Linked DNA regions of Urocitellus parryii: region 1 is linked to region 2. Evidence: chromatin contacts called from public Hi-C data. All regions are on one chromosome and are shown on one strand. Each heading gives the region's core, a stretch centred on a gene start, on an enhancer-like site or on the middle of the called end of the contact. The rest is flanking DNA. Distances are from core to core; before and after follow the strand shown. Region 1 holds the start of C6H15orf39 (chromosome 6 C15orf39 homolog). Region 2 holds the start of Ppcdc (phosphopantothenoylcysteine decarboxylase).

The links. A called contact is a pair of places that touch in the nucleus more often than the background predicts.
Region 1: a contact with region 2 is called in a Hi-C map of liver, with 6 times the contacts expected there. The contact joins the promoter of C6H15orf39 here to the promoter of Ppcdc in region 2. A contact is called at or near these places in 2 of 2 Hi-C or Micro-C datasets (liver and muscle).

The regions. Positions count from the first base shown.
Region 1 is chr6:118,237,102-118,243,201 of mUroPar1.hap1, forward strand. C6H15orf39 (chromosome 6 C15orf39 homolog) reads left to right here and starts at 3,083. Exons shown (of 3, transcript XM_026387842.2): 1 at 3,083-3,235.
Region 2 is chr6:118,073,295-118,079,997 of mUroPar1.hap1, forward strand. It overlaps Ppcdc (phosphopantothenoylcysteine decarboxylase), which reads left to right and starts at 4,147. Exons shown (of 5, transcript XM_026387841.2): 1 at 4,147-4,218. Scamp5 (secretory carrier membrane protein 5) reads left to right here. Exons shown (of 7, transcript XM_077799695.1): 6 at 125-242; 7 at 493-883. The coding sequence ends at 687.

The sequences.
Region 1 (6,100 bases), core at 1,833-4,332, 160 kb after region 2:
CCCAGCTGCACTCTCTGCTTGCTTAAGAGGCACAGGGTTCCTGGCCACCAATAGCACCTGAGCTTTTCCCTTAGAGGGGCTTGGAGTCAAAGTCCTGAGAAAATCCGAGATCTTCCATTTCTGGGCTGTGTGGACCAACAAGTTGACTCCCCTCCTCTACAGCTTGCACTACAAGAAGTGAAGGAATGGGAGCCCGACATGTGGAAACGGTGCCTTCTTGTCTGAAGAGCCAATTGAGGTTAAGAGTGTGGGGGCCTCCCAGAAGGAGGCAATTTCTATAGCTGGGTCTGAAAGGATGGAGGGAAGCACTGCTGTGTGTCTTCAGACAAAGCACCACACTTCTCTGTTTTTCTGCCTCTAAGATGATTACCCCCACCACCTTTCCTCTGGGGTGAGAGAGAGTCCTCTGAGGAAGGGAAAAGATTTGTAAATAGCAGGTGTGACCTCATTAGTGGGAGTGATATTATTATTAATAACCATAACATAACGAACCAAGGTTCAAAGAGCTGACCCTTTACCTTGCCTTCCCAGGAAGTGAAAAGTAATCTGGGGCAGGTGGAGGAGGGGGAGGGTGTACACCCCCTTGGAAGCATGTGCATAGCTAGGGTGGGGGAGGGTATAATCAGCTTTGGGCTTTTCTATACTACTTGTCTTTGTTAACTCCACCCAGGAAACCCACAGAAGGACAGACTCTTCTGTTCTCTGCTTGATTCGCTGCGCCTTGCAGTCAAAACACCACTTCTCTCCAAGACTGTGGTGCTAATGAAAACACGAGGGGCCTCCCAAGGCCTTCATCTTGTGAGGACTGCCTTCATTTACTAGAGACTCCGCACATGGCACATGACCTTCAGGTTAGAGAGGAAAAGGTCAGAATCTTAGGGCTTACAATCTCCAGACACCCCCAAGAGCTTCCCACAGTGATGCTATTTGACACCATGATCTATAAGGTAGGTTTTCACTGTTCCCATTTTGTGATAAGGAAATCAAGGCTCAGAATATTACAAAGTAGCTCTCAAGTCCCCCATTCTGTGTCCTTTCTTTGGTAGTCCAGGGTGTTTATCTGAGGCTACAAAGGAAGGGACAATGGGACTGCTGTCTTTGGGAGGTGTTCCTGAATTCGGATAAATGACTCAGTGACTCAGTTGGGCTGCAGAACCTTAGCTGGCTCTTGGGGTCTCTGTTCATCCTGACCTGGTGGGGTCTTACTCAGGCTCAGGGAGATTGGAGAGACCACCAGGCACTCCTGAGTACACAACTTGAATCTCCTAGACCCCAAAGCCAAGGACACTGTCTTCCTTCCTGCCCCTGCAGAGCAGGATGGGGAGTAGGGGCTGAGCTGGAGGAGGGTGAGGAGAGGGCAGAGCTGGTCAGGAGCAAGAACAGGGAAGAACAGCTTGTGTGAAAGGGGCTGTCAGGCTTGACTCTGATCTGCAGGAAAGAAGCACTTTCCTGATCCACACCTGTAATCCCAGCCACTTAGGAGGCTGAGGTAGGAGGATTGTGAGTTCAAAGTCAGCCTCAGCAATTTAGCAAGGCTCTAAACAATTTAGTGAAACCCTGTCTCAAAATAAAATATAAAAAGGGCTGGGGATGTGGCTCAGTGGTTAAGCGCCCCATTGCAAAAAAAAAAAAAAAAAAAAAAAAAAGGCACTTTCCTGATGCTAAGGTGTGGCTGCAACAAGATCCCCAGGCTGGGAGCCAGATGATCTGGGTTTTTGTCCTAGCCTGCGGTGTGATTTTGGGAAAGTCCCAACCCTCTCTGGGTCTCTCCTCCCCAGATCTTTCCAGACTCTATTTCTAAGGTCCTTCAAGCTCTAAACTAAATGACACCTTTCCCCTTTCCCCAGATGACCTCACATCCTCTTCCTAATCCTACCTGGAGCCCAGTCCCTCCAGCAGCTTCCTGATTCTTGGCACCTGTGGCCTCAGGCCTGCCTCTTCTGTGACTCAAGCCGCCCTGACTTTTGATTTGGAGGAAGAAGCCTAGGTGGTTTTGCCCCTGAACTTGTTCTGCCCTTTGGCATGTCCACCTATCCTCTTCTCTCACTGCACACATCTGTCTCCAGTCCTTGGGCAGCTAAGGAACTACAAGGACCAGATTCTTTCAAGAAAGGAGCAGTACAGAAGGAGCCTCAGCTAACAATCAGATGGCCCAGAGCCAGGGCAGCGGCAGCCCTTTCACCTCTCCAGCCCCTCTTTCCAATGCACCATTCCCAGCCCAAGATGCTCCACCTCCATCAGGCCCCCCAGGTTACACATGTTCAGGCCAGTTCTGAGGGACACTTGCCAGAAAGATTCAGAGATATCTACCAGGCCTCTTAGCAATCCCTCAACCTACAGCACCCTCCTTCCTGGCCCACCCCAGAAGTGGGACGCTTTCCTCAGACAGCTCCGGTACCATAACAGGGTCAAAATACATGTCTGGAATTTGCTCTGTTGAGGCCTTCTCCTCCCGACTTTAATATAACTAGTACGTCAAGGGAGTCAAGGCGCCTACTGTGTGCCAGATAGTTTAAGACAGTCTCTTCCAAGCTTGACAACACAACCACTACGAGACCACTAAGAGGCAGACAGAATTCCAGATTTACACATGAGGAAACTGAAGCTCAATGAGGTCAACTGGCAGGCGCAAGGTCACATAGCTAGAAAGTGGCAATGAATGGCCAGGCGCGGTGATGCCTGTCTGTAGGAGACTGAGTCAGTCTTGACAACTTTTCGAGACTCTATCTCAAAATTAAAAATAAAAAGGTTGGGGATGTAGAGCTCCCCGGATTCAATCCCCAGTGCGAAGGAAGAGCGGAAGGAAAGAAGGGCCAACGAATGAATGATCCAACGGAATGACTAAACCAGCGCAGGTGACCGGCCCGCCAGGCAATGTGGTTCGCGGAGCGCTGCAGGTACAGACTGTGCATAGCGCCCGCGGCGAGTCGCCAGAGAGTTGGCCCCCCGCAAGCCCTCTCGTGGGCCCTAGGGAGCTCGAGCTCCCAGAGGCGCGGCCGGGCTCTGCCCCCACCCCGCGGGCCGCCCCGCCCCCGCTCCGCCCCCAGTCCGCCCCGCCCGGGACCGCAGACGGCGCCCGGCGGCGGCGCGAACGGCAGCGCGGAGGGTGGCTCTGGGCTTGGCTCAGTGACTTCCCGCGCAGGGCCGGGCGGGACAAGGACCTGCTGCGTAGGCGGTCCTGGAGGATGCGGCTGCAACCTCAGGCAGCGGCAGCGGGAAGCCCGGCGTCCTGCAGGTAGAGCTCGCCCGCTCGGCGGGCGCCGAAACTTGGGCCGAGTTTGCGGGCGGCGCGTGGAGAGGGGGTGGGTGGCCTTGCCCCAGGGCGCCCCTACCGGTCGGCCCGGGGATGGTGCGCGCGTGGCCGGGGCCAAGGTGCTGCGGCTTCCGGCGGGAGGGCTCTCGGGCTAGGCTTGTGCCACTGCCCCCACTTTCCTCGGACTTCGAGGCTCCCGAGGCCTGGTAGCGCTCTGGGGCTCCGGCGGGACCCCGGCACCGGGCTGGCGAGAGAGAGCTCAGGCCAGCGCTCGGGCCTCCCGCGGGGCCCGGCTCACGTGGATTGCCCGGGCGAGTTTGAGGGGGCGGTGGGGGCGGCTAGGGCCAGGGGGCGGAGGACGCCGAGACGCCGCGGGGCCCTGGACGCGCCCTGCTGGGATGGGGCGGCCCTGCGGTTTCCTCGCCACCGCTTGACTCACCATCTGGCCGCAGCCCAGGCTGGCAGGATGGCCCCGAGGCGGTGACTGCCCGGACTGTGCGTCCCGACAGCCCCTTACCCTGGGACCTCCCGCCAGTCTGTGGCCGTCGGTCCTTGGGGCTCTGTGCGCCAGCCTGCCGGCGTGCTCACGTGTGTCCGGTGCCCGAACGAGGGGAGAGCTTAGTTATAGAGGGGCATGTGTGCAGATGTGGGCCATGCACGTACGTGCAGGCACGGCTTTGCATGCGTGGCGGCGGCCAGTGTGTCAGCCTGCTGGGGTGCACGTGTGCCCCAGCGCAGCCGGGAGGGGCTTTTGAAGACCCGGAAGGCCGTGGGGTCGGTTGGGGCAGCAGAGCCCCAAAGCGAAGTCGACTGTGGGCCCCAGGCACCAAGATTATGGGCGGGACCCGTAGTGGGGAAGGAGAATAGATCCGATTTTGCTTCCCTTCCACCCATGCTGGATACTGTGGGCTGCCCCAGGTTGGGTTGTAGTGTCTGGAGAGCCCAGAGCCTCAGCTGAGGTAGGTGGGAGGTGTGAGAATACATGTGGGGTGGTTCAGCCCTCCCAAGAGTCCAGATGCTGCCTTCAACTGGGCTGGAATCACCTATTTCATCTTGAGGCCCTTAGGAGGTGGAAGTGGGAATGGGGTCACAGAACTTTAGAGGACTGGGAGTACAGGGGTGGCAGACTCTTCAGGATCCTGCTTGGGGTCCTGGCTGAGGTTGAAGCTCAGCTCGAAGGACCAATAGAACTTCCCTCCCCCACCAAGAGTAATGGGACCCTGTTCCCTGGGGGCCAGCCCTCTCTAAATGTCTGCTTGTGACCTCATTTTGTATGTCAAGGAAGGAGACATACATTTTGTCTGAAAGGGAAGGCCCTTTCTTAGAGGGAGTGTACATTGGGTCCTCCATCTGCTGGCAGGAGATAAGGCCACCTCTATGCCTCTTATTAGAGTTCTCTGCTGGCTCCTTGGAGCCTCCTCTCCTCCCACAAGACTCTGAAGGTCCCAGATGGCCTTGTGTCTATTGACTGGGTCCAGAGGGGTCTCAGAAAGTCTCCAGGGCAAAGGGCATGGGTTGGACTGAGCCCAGGAGAAAAAGACCCCAGTGGCTGAGGGTGGATATAGAGCAGGCTCCAAGGAGTATGTGGGGGAGGTGAGACCAGAGCCAGCATCTAATTAATCAGAGTTCCCCAAGGGCAGAGGGGGAGCTCAGCACCCCCCAAACGTACAACCTCTTCTTGCATCATTTCTGTGGAGTTGATGGGGACTTTTCCCCTAGGATACAGGTCCTTGACATAGGATACCATTAGTGGTTCTGTGGCCTGAGTTCTGATATCCTCTTCCAGCTTCTCTAAACTCCCTGGGGGGTTGGATTCTGGCCCAATGAATCAACTCTTTCTGAGAGGCCCGCCTGGCTTCTTTGTTGTAGGAAGCTAGGAGTGGAGTGGGCATTGCCTTGTCTTTTCTTGACCCCTTCCTAGTCTAACACTGAGCTTCTGGCTGGCTGACATTGGACCCCTGCCATAAGAGAAGAGAGGACTGGTCTTTGCTTGCTGGTGACAGAAACCTGGGACACTTAGCTGGTGGTCTAATCATAGCAAGATAGACCTGATTCATCCTTTCTAACCTATTGAGGGTTTCAGGGAATGGGGTGCTTACTGCGGGAGATAGAGGCTGGTCAGTGTGCAGCAGACAGGTCTCAGATGGAGACCTTCATGAGTCATTAAATGCCTGCTGCGCTGAGGATTCTCTACCCTTGACCTCTCAGGGTCTGGGTTCCCATCCTTGCTTGGCCTTGCTTCAGGGCCTCGGTCTTTCTCTAGCACTTATTTTTTCTATCAGTAAAGTACAGTGGAAGTAGTTGCCAGCTACCACTCTAGGCCCTTGGGACCTCTCTTCCTGGAGAGGGGATGAAAGAGAGAGAGAGAGACACACACATACTCACACCCACACACCCCACATGACCCCATATGCCTTGGAGTAGCAACCCACAGCCTGAGGGCTGGGCGTGGACACGGGCCTTTTCCCCTCTGCTGGGATCTTCCCGCTGGCACCACAGCACCATCTGGTGGACAGCCTTGACTTTCACTGAGGGGGAGTGGCTTGTATAGATGTAGGCACCCCAGCCACCTCTTCTGGGGGACTGCCTTCCAGACCCCAAGCCTAGTAACAGCATTGGCTGTGGCCCTAGGGACTTGGGTTTGAGACCTGGATCTGCTGTTTTGGGTAAGGCTAGAAGATCAATGGAGTGTCACAAGAAACAAAATTTGAAAACAATGCCCAGATCCCATGTCTTCCATACAGGGGTGTCTTTTGAGATCACTGTGGTATCTTGGAATAGTGGGAATGACAGGCAGGAGCTTTGCTACTTGTTCCATCTCCTTCATCAGTGACTTTGGGATGGATG
Region 2 (6,703 bases), core at 2,897-5,396:
TCCTTCTGCATCCAATGATGTGGTTCCTCCCTGTGGCAATGGAATTGGCTCCCTGCCCCAGTGGGATGTATCTGGGTATGCCTCCTTCTGCCTGCATTGCCCCACAGCTGGCCTTTTCTTACAGTGGCTGGATCGCCACCATCTCCTACTTCGGGACAAACATTGGCTCAGCAGTGGTGATGCTCATTCCCACCATCATGTTCACAGTTGTGGCTGTCTTTTCCTTCATCGCCCTCAGCATGGTATGTGGCCATCTCAAAGGTGAGAGGGTGGGTTTGGGAAGGGACTATGATCTGAAACAATCCTTTCTCCAAATTACAAGAGGAGCCAGAGGTTTTCCAAGTTAACTCACTCTGGAATTACCTGCTAGACTTTCCTACTGGTGCACAGTGCATGGGCCAGGAGGGAGGACTGGTTTTTACATGTGGATCCCATCTGTTTCCTGGATAGGCTGCCTCTTTGGATTAACTCTTCCTTATCCTTCTTCTACAGGTTCATAAATTCTATCGGGGAAGTGGGGGAAGTTTCAGCAAAGCTCAGGAGGAATGGACCACAGGGGCATGGAAGAACCCACATGTGCAGCAGGCAGCCCAGAATGCAGCCATGGGGGCAGCCCAGGGTGCCATGAATCAGCCGCAGACTCAGTATTCCGCCACCCCTAACTATACATACTCCAATGAGATGTGAGCCAGCCAAGTCTACAGGAGGCAGGGCTGGGGGCCAGTGGGACAGGGGGCTCAAGCTACAGCATCTGTTGTGGTAACCAAGCAGGGTTTCCCCTTCCCTTTTCTCCTCCTCCCGAACTTTGTACAAAGAATCAGAGTTATATATATATATATATATATATATATGTATATGTCTATTCCCTGCCCCCACTTTTTGGTTCCTGCTCTTAGATCTTTAAGAGCTGTGGGTTGCACGTGGAGCTGTCCCGTGCAGTGGTAGCTGTGTCTATGTCCCCTTGTGAAATAGTTGCAGTGAAGGTCTCTTGTTGTGGTGCTAGCTGTATGTTTAGAACTAAACCAGCCCCCCCACCCTCACCAGGCTGCCCCCTCTGACCCTGACCCAGGGACTCCTTATGGGGCAGGGGGAGGCAAAGCAGGGAGCCTGGCGCCCTCTGCAGGGTTATGAGCTGAAACTTTCCACTTTTGTCCCTATTGGGAAGCAACAGTATTTAGCATTTATGGTGGTAGGTGGGAAGGTGGGGACAAGCAGGGGTGCTTCCCTTGCTTCTTGTAATCCATCTGATCTCCTCCCTCAATATTCTCCTCTCCTTGTCTCCTCCCTGCCATCAGATTCCCAGTGCTCACTTCCATCATCCAGGGTCTCTTTCTCTTTCCTGTATGGCTTTTCTGTCTTCGCCAAGGCTGTGTCCCAGTTATATCTGCTTCTAAGACTAAGCCCACATTCCCAAATCTGATGTGATTTCCAGTTCAAGTAAGCTGAGAGGGGAGCTGAGCCTCAGCCCTGATGTTGAAGGGGTATGCAGCTGGAGATTCAAAGCCCACCTGGGGACCTGAATTCCAGGGGATGGAAATACAGGATTGGTCTCCTTGCCTCTGAGTCCATCTGTCTATTTCCTTCTGCTTCCTCCTCAACCCTCAAATCCTTGGGCTTGACTCTTCTACCCTGGCCTTACTGCCTTCCCTGAGGAGTTGGGTTCTGTGGGCATTTGTCATCTCCAGTTGTGCTGGAGCAGAAGACATGTAAATAATTATTGGTCCCTGAGGAGGTCTGGCTATTCTCATTCCACTAGAGCTTCTAGGTATCTCTGAGTAACCATAGGATTCCACTGGATTCCTTGGAGCAATAGCTGTTCTGTTTGGGTCTGGCAGGAAGTACAGGGCTCGGAGGGCCAGAACTGTAAGAGAGATCAGAAGAAGGCAGACAGTATCCAATGAGAGAAGAGCATGCCACTCGTAGTCTCACTTGCTCTTGGCCACAGAAAAGTGCTGGGCACTTGAACTTGGGGCCCAGGGAAAAGTGCACAGGTCCAATCCTTGTTGTAAGCACAATGAACCTAAATGGTATTTCTGGTTAGTCAGGGAGGGAAGAAGAGATGCTTTGGCTTTAGTTTTTGGTTTAGGTATCCCCCACCCCACATCCAAATCAAGATAACTTCCTTCCTTCTGTCTAAAGGACTTGGTTCTTGGCAATTCTTCACCCTGTTAACACCTTTCCCCTTCTAAGAGGCCCAAACAGGGGCTGTTTTGTTTGAAGCAGTGATGAACATTGCTGGCAGAGGCCTCAACTCTGTATGAGACCTGGATGGAATTGGGTTCTCACCCAAGGAGCAGCTCCCTATTTCCTACCCTCTCTTCTTCCAGTGGAAGCCCACCTGGGCTAGATGAATTGGAAAACCAGACCCCACTTGACCACTCTAGGCTGGCTCCTCCTTGAAACTCAACACCTCACTTTGCAGGCCACTCTGAGCATTGACCTACCACTACTTCATAAAGTTCTTTTCTAATGGTCCCTTAGGCTTGGATCACAAAATATAATTGGTTCTCTTATCATTTTCCTTCCGGAGAGCAGTTGTCACAGCCCCTGGTATCTGAAGAGACCCTTCCTTCCCCTTGATCCCAGTCCTCTGATTCCCTTTCCCTTAACCCTCTGGTAGTTCCAGGAAGACTGTGGTCCAGTTGCTAGCCTGGCATCCATGGCCTGTTGGATGCCACCTTCAATCAATTTCCTGTCCTACCTGCCTTTCCTCTGAACTGGCTCAGACCTGTATGGCTGTGCCTGGCATTGTCCTTGGAAACCCTATTACCTACGTCTGGCCCAGCTTATTCAGTCTCTGGGAGGCTGTATTTCTAGGCAACTATGCACTTTCCTGTGGAGGGAACCAGGATGAGAAGTGGGGGTTGGACACAGAACCCTCTCTGCTGGATGGTCTGGCTTGGAGGTGGGTCAAGGAGGGCCCAGTTATGGGGATCCTCAGGTCTGTGGCCAGCCAGTGATCTGTTTTTGCATTTTCCTGGTGCCCACTGCCCCTCCTTGTTTCTGGGAGGCATAAACCATTCCCTAGCTGGCAGTTGATCTGCCTGAGCCAATGTGTCTATCTGTGGTAACTGAGTGAATAAAAATAAAGGGGAACATTTGACCCTGTCTATTGTGTCATGTGTCTTCATGTTGGCCTACATGGAGCCTTACCTTGGGCCATAGGGCAGAGGTGTGAAGGTGAGATGGGTGAGTTGGGTGATCTGTGGAGTTATTCCTTAGCACCAAAAGCGGAGCATGTTTTTTTTTTTTTTTTTTTTTTGTGCTGGAGATTGAACCCAGGGTTTTGTACATGTGAGGCAAGCACTCTACCAAATGAGCTATATTCCCAGCCCAAGCCATGCACTTTCGTGTGGTTCTTCCTCTGAGGCAGCTTTGAGTAGGTCTTGAAGTTGCCACATAGGCCTTCTGCTTGTTAGGAGGAGAAAGCTGTGAATTCCTGAGAAGGAAGTAGAAATAGGATGGATCAGTGGGTGAGGGGTGGTTTGGTCCACATGGTTCACTGTGGACAAGGGAAAGAGTAGAGCATGGTGGTCCCTCAGCTGTCACCTTGGGATACCTGTATCTGGTTGAGCAGCCTCAATAAACACAAAGGTCCTGAATGCAGGAAAATGAATAAGGTAGGGAAATGCATCCAACATGCTTTCTCCTGCTGTTTTCCCTTTGCCCTCCTCTTGGAATGCCTTTCTGGTCATCTATCCTGGTCATCCTTCCAGATTCATCTCAAGTGACTGACTCCTTGGTAGAGAGGGCTTTCCTACCTGGAATGTTGCTTAGGTCCCTCAGTTTCCTCATGGAGAAACTTATCCTGTAATTGTGTTCCTGTTTGTCTCAAGAGCAGAGCCACATCTTATTCATCTCTGTATTCTGTGCACCTTAAACAGTAGGGGTATGGTACTATTCAATATTAAGTGCCTAAGTTCTGAATTGTGTGTGTGAGTGTAGGATAAAGGTGAGGAAGTCCTACAATTAGGCAAGTCCTCAGCTCCAGAAGTGAAGAGCTTGGAGTCTGTGAGTGTCCTATTCCCTCAGTGGACTACAACTCCCAGAAGGCAGAGGAGTGGACTACAATTTTTAGCGTAGACTACAACTCCCAGAAGGTTGCGCAATCTCTGTGCGCTCGTGAGGCTGCGTACCGTTCAGGATCTGTGGGAAGGGCAGCCAAGATATCGCGGTATTTGGTGACTGCCTACGAGATGCGCCCGGTGTCTGGCGCGGGTGAGCAGGGGCTGGGAAGCTGGGTCTTGGCGTGCTTCATGGGGAGGCGGGAGAAACTGCTTGCCGCTGTGTGTACGTCGGGGTGGAGCGGTGGGGGGATATTTCCGCGTGTGGACGTATAGACAGCCCGTACAGCCTGTGAGACCTCACCTACCGGTACTCTTGGGGGCCCGCAGAAGCAATAGGGACCCCTGAACCTAGAGTGGGGGATATATATCCACATGTGTGTCCGCTCATTTTGACTTGCGTTACTCTTGAGATTTTTTTGTTCTGCGCTGTTTAATTCAGTAGAAGGAGGCTTTATAATTTCTCACATTTAACTCTCACCTTTAAAAAAACAAAAGCCGTATGAGTCTGCTTTAAGAAAGGAGCAAGGGCTTTCCAAAGGGCAAACCGTATTTTAATTAACTAAAAAAAAAAAAAAAAAAAAAAATTGGTATTTGGGATTGAATCTAGAAGCGCTTTGACAGAACTAAATTGCTGAGAGGGGCCTCGAACTTTCGAGCTTCTGTTAGGAGCATCACTGGGATTACAGGCACCACCGCGCCCAGTCGGACAGTATTTTAAAAGGTAGTGAAATTGAAAAATGAAAGCTCTAGAGTGTTGGATTTATCTGTAGGAACCTCCTGAAAATGCTGAATAGCATGTAAAATTGAGCGAGGGCGAATTTTGTCAGAAGAGAACTGCCTGCTGTCCTTTGAAATATTTGGAAACTGTTAGACAATAAGAGGAGAGCTTCCCAAGTTAGGCCAATGGTGGGTGTCCTGGAGCAGGGCTTTTCTACATCTGCCTTGGCGGCTTGGAGGTAGCAATAGTCAGTCACTACAATCTAATAGCTGGAGTGTGTGTGGGATCTCTCTCTACAACATGTGGCTTCCTGGACAGGTGCCCACAGGAAATTTCAGGATCAGCAGAGTCAAGCATGCCTATCTCTCTTTTGAGAGAAAAGTACTCTATTAGAAATACCAAGGCTTTGAGTGTTTCCAGCAGAGTTCCTTGTCTTACCTAGGCTTAGAGAAGAGTTTTAATTTTTCTTTGGGTTTTGGTGCAGAGTGACACTTTGAGAAGCTACAAGTTATTTGTTGTTGCTGGGGTAGATGATAGAGTGTATTGATTGGTAGAAGGTCAGCCTAGGTCAATAGTGAGGGGCTTTGATGGCAGGCTAAAGGATTCGGGTTTTTGTTTTTAATATGCCAAGAAAGAACTTAGGGCTTTACACATGTCTTTATACTGAGCTGCATCCCCAGCCCTTTCAGGAGCCCTGCTTATCCATCTTCCTTTGGGCCTGTTTTGTCTTAGGTTCCAGTCCCTCATCTTTCCTGAATTGGGCTCAGCTTATACCCTGTCTGGTCTTGCTTACCTTGCTTCCTTTTTTAGCCCTAGTTCTATTCTGGTTCTACTCTTGACCATGTTGTTACTGGCAAATATCCCTGAAATCTTTCCATTTTGCCCTTTATTTAAACTGCTCAGAGAGGAAGACTTAGCCATTGCATGCTGAGGCTCCTTGCTCTTTCTGATAATCTATCTAAAAGAGAAAAGCCAGGTACAGTGGTGCATACCTGTAATCCCAACAACTCAGGAGGCTGTGGCTGGAGGATTGCAGGTTTGAGACCAGCCTCAATTTAGCAATTAGCAAGACCCTGTCTCAGATTTTTTAAAAGGGCTAGGGATGTAGCTCAGCAGTAAAAACATCCCTAGCTTTAATCCCCAGAGCCAAAAAAAGAAAGTGGGGCAGGTGGGGGATAGGAGGAATAGAAGCTCCCATTTTTCTGGATGTGGGTTACCTCTATGGCTGGTGCCCTGGGACCTTGAGGCCCAGTAATCATGGCCTTTAGCACTATAACCCACCTGTTTGCCAACTGGCCCCTGCCCCATACTGAGGATTGTTACCCAGGGGCACTTTACCATTGAGCTATATCCCCAGCCCCTTTTTTTATTTTATATATATATATTTTTTATTTTGAGACAGGGCCTCACTAAGTTGCTGAAGCTGGTCTGAAACTGTGATCCTTCTGTCTCAGCCTCCTGAGTTACTGGGTTTATAGATATGTGCCACTGTGCCCATCTTCAATTGATTGCTTACTGTAGCCTGTTTCGTAGGAATTTTTCAGTTTGTTTATAGAGGAGGTTCAGGGGCTGCAGAGATGTAATTGAACTTCTGGTTTTGCAGGAATCTCCCTGTCCTAATAGGATAGGCTAGGGTGGAACAGGGTGGGGGTTTGAGATCTGGCAGGTAGGTTTCCCCAAAGAACCAAGAATGTGCTTCTGTTACCCACCAATGTACTCTGACAAGAAACTGGCTTAGAGACCCTGTGGACCTTGCTAGTTGCTAATAGGGCTTTTTAGTTCCCAGATGAACTCAATTCTTCAACTCTGAGCCAGCATGACCCTGGCTAGGCCTGAAACAGAAATTGAAATTGCTGGCAAATGGAACCCTGGGGGGTCTTGCTCTAGGAAACCAGCCTATGCTTAACCCCTACTGAGA